Regions from separate parts of the Ovis aries genome. Here region 1 is linked to region 2. A link is a contact called in public Hi-C data. All regions are on one chromosome and are shown on one strand. The core of a region is the stretch at or near the end of the contact, and the rest is flanking DNA. Distances in the headings are between cores, read along the strand shown. Region 1 has its middle 68 kb from the start of PPP1R3B. Region 2 holds the start of PPP1R3B (protein phosphatase 1 regulatory subunit 3B).

What was found. Hi-C and Micro-C count contacts between places; a contact is called where the count stands out from the background.
Region 1: a contact with region 2 is called in a Hi-C map of liver, with 3 times the contacts expected there. The contact joins the enhancer-like site here to the promoter of PPP1R3B in region 2. A contact is called at or near these places in 2 of 16 Hi-C or Micro-C datasets (both in liver).

The regions. Positions count from the first base shown.
Region 1 is chr26:24,401,489-24,405,572 of ARS-UI_Ramb_v3.0, forward strand. No RefSeq gene overlaps it. Among named protein-coding and RNA genes, the nearest start is that of PPP1R3B, 68 kb to the left of the region's middle. Within about 2 kb of position 1,778, at least 3 of the 54 cell types and tissues checked have an H3K27ac peak or open chromatin away from gene starts, as enhancers often do. A contact at or near this core is called in liver, where this site is marked.
Region 2 is chr26:24,333,341-24,337,412 of ARS-UI_Ramb_v3.0, forward strand. It overlaps PPP1R3B (protein phosphatase 1 regulatory subunit 3B), which reads right to left and starts at 1,946. Exons shown (of 2, transcript XM_012105852.4): 1 at 1,722-1,946. The coding sequence starts at 1,858.

The DNA of each region.
Region 1 (4,084 bases), core at 528-3,027, 68 kb after region 2:
CACATTTGGATTGGGTAGGAGGAAGTGGAAATTTTGATGCCAGGCCCAGTATGTTGGTATGTGAATGGAAGTGAGAGTAGGAAGCCGCAGTGGGCACCCAGAGAGCAGCAGCTGTGTGTGTTATGTGTATGTAGGAGGCTTGAAAAGGAGCAATCTATGAGAGACAGTGTCTAGCCAGGCAGGGAGAGGACACCCAGACTGAACAGCCACTTTCTATAGTTTCCACGCAATACGATATCCCTGCGGATGTTTGGGTGGAATGAGAGTTCATTCACATGGCTAACCCCACAACTTTCCCCCCCAGTCCACCCAGTCAGGGACATCTAGGCTGTTCAGTCTATCCTGGTACCATCTTTACTAAGCCCACCCATGCTTTGCCAGCAGAGGAAGAAAGAAAGAAGTGGAGATTCATGCTCTGTTTTATTCCCTCCTTGATACCCTAGCAGAGGAGAGCAGACATTCACCATCTGTGAACTCAGTGTGTGGTGAGCATGTTATCTCTTGTACAAATACAGAATGCAAAGTCCAGCTAACATAGATAACGCCTGCACCCACCCCTCTGTGCTGATGGTGACCAGGTAGGCATTCACACTAGAAGCTTCCATCACCTGTCAGCTCCCATGCAGTCAGAAGGGGCTGGTCCCATCCAAGATGGCAGACGTCTCACAGTGGCAGCCTGAAGGCTGAACATAGCCCTCAGATGTATTTTGTCTGGCTTTTACAGTGTTTTGTGTTTTTTTTTTAATTTATTTTTTTTTCTTTTCTTTTTCTTTAATTTTAAAATCTTTAATTCTTACATGCGTTCCCAAACATGAACCCCCCTCCCACCTCCCTCCCCATAACATCTCTCTGGGTCATCCCCATGCACCAGCCCCAAGCATGCTGTATCCTGCGTCAGACATATACTGGCAATTCAAATCTTACATGATAGTATACATGTTAGAATGCCATTCTCCCAAATCATCCCACCCTCTCCCTCTCCCTCTGAGTCCAAAAGTCCATTCCAAGATGGCAGACGTCTCACAGTGGCAGCCTGAAGGCTGAACATAGCCCTCAGATGTATTTTGTCTGGCTTTTACAGTGTTTTAAAAAGTGGAGCCAACCTTGGTAAATCAGAACATCTCCCATTAAACTGTAAAGTTTGAGCTTCCCTGGAAAACTCCTAAGATAACACTGGTCAGTGTTCCTATGGGGTACCAAAGGGCTGGAATGGAGTCACAGTATCCCTGTTCCCCCAGGACAGGGGTAATCCCTTCCAGGGTCCCTGGGCAGGTGCATAGACCCCATTAAATCCACAACACATTGGAGTTTTCTAGCTGGTCCATGGAGTCCTCTGTGTTCATTGCCTCTAGGTCTTCCTGATTAGAAAGCCAGAAAGAGTATGCCTGCCATCAAGAACGTGGCATGATGTAGGTTTTACGCTGATGGTTTTATTGCCAGGGAGGTATAGGAGTTAGGTGAAGGTAGAGGTTCTAGAAGGGAGAGATTAGGATCCTTGGGACTGCTTCTAACTGGCTGTTTCCAGTAGAGCTAGGAAAAAGGGAACCTAGTAAGCCACTAGCCAAAACCCATGCAACCCTTTCAGCTTCCTCGCAATAGCGGACTTACCATTTAGGAGGATCGATTTTTCCCTTCTAATAAAAGGAAAAGGCAGTGTAGCAATCCCATAGGGCCTGTGTGTGGGGAACAGATTGCACAATGGTTTGCTGGCCTCCCGGGCTGGATGGAGGAACACCCCGATCTCGGAGGGATAAAGGGCAGGCTGATCACGCCCGAGTGTGCTCACTCATTCTGAGGTCCAAAGAGCAGGTCGGTCTCACGCCCGTGTGCAGAGGCCTGGGACAGAGGATGGAGAAAAGGGCTTCTTTGTTTAAAACAGTCATCACTTCTGATATTCCATATACTAGGCTTTTATTTTAAAGCAGCAGAATTTTCAAAAATAACAGAAAAGGGATGGTAACCTCAAACACAACAGCTTTTTTTTTTTTTTTTAAAGCAAATTGGATAAAAAGACATTGCTTAAGGGAGACCTAAATTTCCTTCACATTCCTGAGGTAGAATCTAGATAGCATTTATAAATTTGAGTCTACTCTGCTTGCTGACTTTGGCCTCATTTCCTTTTACAGAAAGAAAAGACTTTTGAAAGGCCCTCAGCCCATGGTGTATTTTCTCTCCTTAACGATGTCTAACTCAGGAGGCCAATTTTAGCCACACTGGGCAGGTTCCTGCAGGAGGGTCAAGTCTCACATGTTCTGTAATGACCAGTTTATATTGAGGACCAAACTGGACCCTTTTAAATGACCATGCCCTTGGCCGAGATCTAGTTTCCCACTGACAGGGATCATAGTGTGAGCTGGTCATTAAGTCATATGTTTGTTTGCTTATTTGTTTGGAGTAGGGATGCGACTGAAAGAAAGACCTGTTAGAAGCTGAGAGATTGACTGAAATTTGACTTGCATTTTATTATAAATGTGTTCAGTGATTTTCTCCTGAATCCCAGATCTGATCCATGAAATCTATTAACACAAACCAGTGAAAAACAAACAAAAACAGCTAGGCCATTTTATCCTCGTTTTCCATTTTTGAAGTTTCTGCTCTCCATTTTTCCTTGCCCTGAGTCCAGTCTACCAGGATAGCTCTGAATTCACATCTCTTACTGCAGCCTTTAGTTCTAGAAGGATCTAATCTTTCCTTTAGGACTCTGCAGGGACATTTATAAACCATCACCCTATGACAGCCTTTTCATTGCTGCAAGTTTCTTAGTGTTGCTTGCCTTTGAACTTGTGTATGCACTGTCTGCTCAACTAAACTCCAAGCTCGTGGAGAGTCGTGGTATATCTTAGACCTCTTCAGGTTGCCTGGCGCTCTGGACAGTGCTGTGCACACCAAAGTGTCTCAGAAACGACTTATTGAAGGAATGGCACTGTGATTGATTTAGAGCAGAGACTTCACACAAAATGGTCATTATCTTTGTTCCCGTTAAAAGTGAAATCAGGAGACTGGGAGATTCATTCAAACAAACTCAGAATATCACTTGTCTTATGCAGTATTCTAAACCCTCAACCCTGGTAGATGGTCTCCCCCATGATAGCACCATGGCTTACATTTGGCTTTTTTTTCTGGTTTTATGTTCCCTTATCAGTACACCCATTACCACACACACACACACACACACACACACACACACACACACTATGTACACGTACCTCTCTGCTTTGCTTCTATATTCTTCATCTTCCCTTTTCCAGAAACATGCGATTTTATAAAAACTAAAATGAGGACCCTAGGTGAAACCCATTGAGGTGATATTTCCCAGGAACCACACATTTAGGGAGTGGATAATTAAGATCGAAAAATTATATGTTAGCATTTTAACTAAACGGATCTAGAACTTTAGAGCACCAAGGCTTCTTACATTGTATACATTGCTTTGCCTTTTATACAAATACAAATTTTATAAGCACTGCAAGAGCCAAGAAACCAGAGACCTCTTTGGATGGGAACATCTATTACACACGCTCTTATAGCACCCTAGGCTGTCTGGGACATCCTGAACAATGGAGGCAATTGAAGAATTCAAATGAGTAGGTGATCGCTTACATCTTTACAAGGCATCTCTGGAATACCCCAGCACTGGGTTTTCACTGGGCCTGAGACTTCCTTCCTCTGGCATGATTTTCCCACCACGATGGGCCATGGTTCAAGATCTTTATACTACACATGCCCAGGCAACTTCTGAATTTATTCTCAATGTCTTTAGAAAAAAAAAAACTTATTTTAAAAAGAAATTTTTTTGTCTCCCACACACACAAAAAAATGCACTTTACTTCACAGTATGTGTTATGGCTGAATTCTATCTCCCACAATAATTCATATGTTCAAATTGTAACCCTGACTACCTCCAAAGATGACTGTGTTTGGATCTAGGGTCTTTAATGAAGTAAAGTAAAGTAAGGTCGTATGACTGGACTCTAATTCAATACATCTCGTGTCCTTACAAAAAGAGGTTAAGACGCAAAGAAATATAGAGGGAGCACCATATGTAGACACAAAGAGAAGATGGCTATCTCTAAGCCAAGGAGAA
Region 2 (4,072 bases), core at 696-3,195:
TGCTCCCAAAAGGTTTGGCTGCCATAGTGTGAACAAAGTTGGCATCTTTCCCATGGTTCTCTGACCATGGGGCCGTTATTCACAGCCCTAGATGCCACTTGGACTCCTTTATTCTGTCACCACCATCCAAAGCATCTCTGAGATAAATATCTGTGGATGAAGTTACATATTATAGGAAAGAGATAAGTTAAAATGGCCCAGTGTCTGCATCTAAAAGTGTCCAATATGAAATATAGCGCACTGGCCTAGGACCGCCTACATGACGCTGTGGCACTCAGGGCAAATTACTCAACCTCTCTGGGCTTGAGCTTCTCCCCTGAGATCCCTTTGAGCTCTGACATTCTGGGTTGCCAATACTGCCTGATGGTTCTTCTTTCCCCTAACTTTTCCCTAAATACCTCAACTTTACTTTTGGGGTAAATCCTCCAGCTGTCTTCACTTCAGTCTTGGCTCCTGGACAACCCTGCCAAATGAACCATTTCCTCTTCTCCTCTGCACCCCAGCCTGAAGGCCTTCCTCTGGCTTCTCCTGGGCCGTGGGTCTCCCAGGGAGGCCTGGCCACACAGACCACAGGCCCCAACATCTTCTAGCAACTCTCCAGGTTCTCAATTTCCTCCTCTTCTGCAGCAAACAATACCAGGAGAAAGCCCAAACCTTCTAGTATGTTCTGGGCTCTCTGCTCCCTCTTTTGCACTGAGTCGCTTCCACACCTCTTTCTCTGGACTCAAAAGGGTGGCTGGAACAGGACACGGGGGCAGGCCAGGGCGTCCTGGCTTCGAAGATCCCACAGGTCACTGTCTCCTGGGTCCAGCCAGGCCCGGGCTGCATCCCGCCCCCAACACCTCCCCGAGATCCTTCGCCTGGGCGGGGGGGGGGGGGGCCCCCCCTGTGGGGCCGCGGGGAAGCCCCCTTTCCAGCTGGCTCGCCGCATCGGAGAACCCGGAGGGAGGTGGCAGGGGAAGCTGCCGCCACCAGACTACGTGAGCCTCGGTGTGTGTCCGGGAGGCAGGGCTTGGGCTGGGTTCCCGGAGTTGTGACCGGCAGGGGGAGGAAGACGACGAGGAGGAGGAGCCCTAGTTATCATACCAGGGCGGGGCGGCGGGGCCACCCCGGACGGAGAGGCGCCACGAGAGCGTCCCCGCGCGGCCACCTCGACCCCGCCGGCCCAGGACGGCCCGTCTGGGGGCCGGGGACCCGAGGTGGCTCGGCTCAGAGTGGCCCCAGCCGCCGGTGCGGATCCGTGTTCCGTAGCCCTCGGCGACCTGAGAGATCACCCAGTGTGTTTCCCTACGTTGTAACGGGCAATCGAGGCGGGGTGAGAGACGCCGCGACTTTCCCTTGTGCTCAAGATCCCAGGGCTCAGCTCTAGGAGTGTCGGTTCCCAGGCGGAAAAGCCTAGTGTCAGGTTCGAACTCGGCACAGTAGGGACCAAAAGTGGTCTGGACTCCCAGCCCCAGCCTCCCATCATGACCAGGACCCCCAACCGGTGCATCACGTGGGTGCGGCCAGGCTCCATCCAACCTCTGGTCCCTGCATTGCCCTCTCCACGAGGAAGCAACAGTTTCCTCAAGCCCTTCTACAGTGTCCCATGCCCAGAGTGTAACTGCAAGCTGGCCTGAGAAAGTGTGTGCGGCAGGAACCAGAGAGGGTCCCTGATGCGTGCCCTCGTCGCCGTTTCTGCGGTAGGGCACCGGGCCTTGCGGGCTTGCTGGGGGACGTACCTGGTACAGCTCATAAGCCCCGAAGTGCAGAGGCGCCAGCCTGCGGCAGCATCCCAGCCAAGGTGGCAGGGGCAGCGGCGGCGACAGCAGGAGCGGGGCCCGGGGCTCAGGTGGGCGCCCTCCGCGGGCAGCCGCATCCGTCCGTGCGCTAGACCAGCCCGCCCGCCTCCTCCCTGCTGCCCCTCACCTGGGACTCTAACTCCCAGCCGCCGCGCGGCTCTCTTTAACTTTCAGGCCACCTCTCCTAACTCGGGACCCCTTCCCAGACCCCCCTTTCCCGTGAACGCCCCCCGCAGCCAATGGGCGCGCCCGAGACGAAAGCCGTCCACCAATAACCGCGGAGCCGCGGTCCCCCCGCCCCCCCATCACCGCCGCGCCACGTGATAGGCTGCGCGCCCGGAGCGATAGGGCCGGGTTCCAAGGGCTGGGAAGGGGGCGATGGGTCACAATTTCATCCGAAGCCGGGGGAACGGGCGCCAGGGGGCAGAGGCACTTGCCTGCTGCACGGCATCCCGTTACAGCCAGAGGGCTGGACGCCGGCGCCTGGTACAGTTCCCACTCCCTAGGCAAAGTCCTAGCCGGGAAAAGTCACCCTACGCGCGCGGACGGGATTGCAGAGCCATTCACCCGTCCCGTCGGCCCCGCCTTTGCCTTACTCTTCAGCCACGGGGTTCACAGGTGACCGCTAGTTCCTCCATCACAAGTGGAGCCCAGGGGAGCCCCGAGAGAATGCCCAACGCGTTTCCCTCCGTTTTAAGTGGAGCCTTTTCAGGATCAGTATCCCCAGCTTCTAGGATACTGTTGAAAATAAGTAATTACTGAACACTTGCTTTGTGCCCATCACTGTCCGGGTGTCCTTGTGAATGGAATACAGTAAAATCCTTTTAATAAAGTTGTTATTGAGGCAAAGGACCAATACCCATCTCAGAATATTGCATATATAGTTGAGGGTTTCTCAGGTAGGTATTGGAGAAAGCAATGGCACCCCACTCCAGTACTCTTGCCTGGAAAACCCCATGGATGGAGGAGCCTGGTAGGCTGCTGACCATGGGGTCGCTAAGAGTCGGAAACAACTGAGCGACTTCACTTTCACTTTTCACTTTCATGCATTGGAGAAGGAAATGGCAACCCACTCCAGTATTCGTGCCTGGAGAATCCCAGGGACAGGGGAGCCTGGTGGGAAGCGGTCTATGGAGTCGCATAGAGTCGGACACGACTGAAGCGACTTAGCAGCAGCAGCAGCAGCAGCAGCAGATAGGTATATTTCCGAGGAAACTACCTAACTTGAATCTGTATGAACGGATTCAACCTATATCTACAGGGCCTGCTTAATTTCTGTGCTTCAGCTTGAGATCTGTAGAGAATGATGAGTTTAGAATAGAGTTTAGAAGCCCCTCCACCCATATGAGATCAATTTAAATATGCATGTATGTAGTCATAGATATCATCTCCTTGGTGACCAGCTGAGCTAACCACTTTAGGGATGAGGATCCCCGTTTTCCAGTTTTACTGTATTTTGGAAATTAGTATAGGATTACCAGCTTTTTAAAGTGCCAAGTAAAGACATAAACAAGTCTTACCATCTTCTGTTACCACCTTTTACTTTTAAAAGAAATACTCTATTCTGGCCTGGAGAATCCCATGGGTTTGCAAAGAGCTGGACACTACCAAGCACACATGCACACAACTCTTTAACAGCAACAACAAAATTCAGGAAGGGCCTAATCTCACAGTAGAGGCTAGTCCTTCATATTGCATATATTTAGCTTTATAAAAATTTATTATGTTGACCATAGCAGATGGGAATTTCTGCTATAAGAGATTTAAAAGGAGCTTCTAACTTTACTACGAATGTAAGACAAAAACACTGGTCCATTGCAATAATGCAGTTGGAGTCTTTGGTGCTATAGAGAGCTTCCTCAGACTCAGTCTTCCTGTCTGAAGGGTGATCATTAGTCCTCTTCCTTCTCTTTCAGTGGATAAATCTAATTAAGGACCACCTGGGAAATTAACTATTGGTAGGCAGTTGGCAAATGAAATTCCTATGCAATAATTCCTTTGCCAACTCTAAACACCCTTTTATTAGCTGATGAGAAGTTTGAAAATTTATGAAGCCAAGTGCTGCCTACATTTCTCAAGTGGAGGGAGCATGCTAGAGGAGTGGGCAGAGATAAAGAGCCAACAGGTATTGCAAAACATATGCAGGCAAAGGGTGATCTGAACCCTAGTGGGAAGGAGTTGGGACAAGTAAATACAATTTTATAGCATTTGGGTTTGGAAGCATCTTCCTTACATAGATCTAGGAAATCATGGGTAATACTTTCCCCTGTGGTTTAGGTGACTATTTCAGA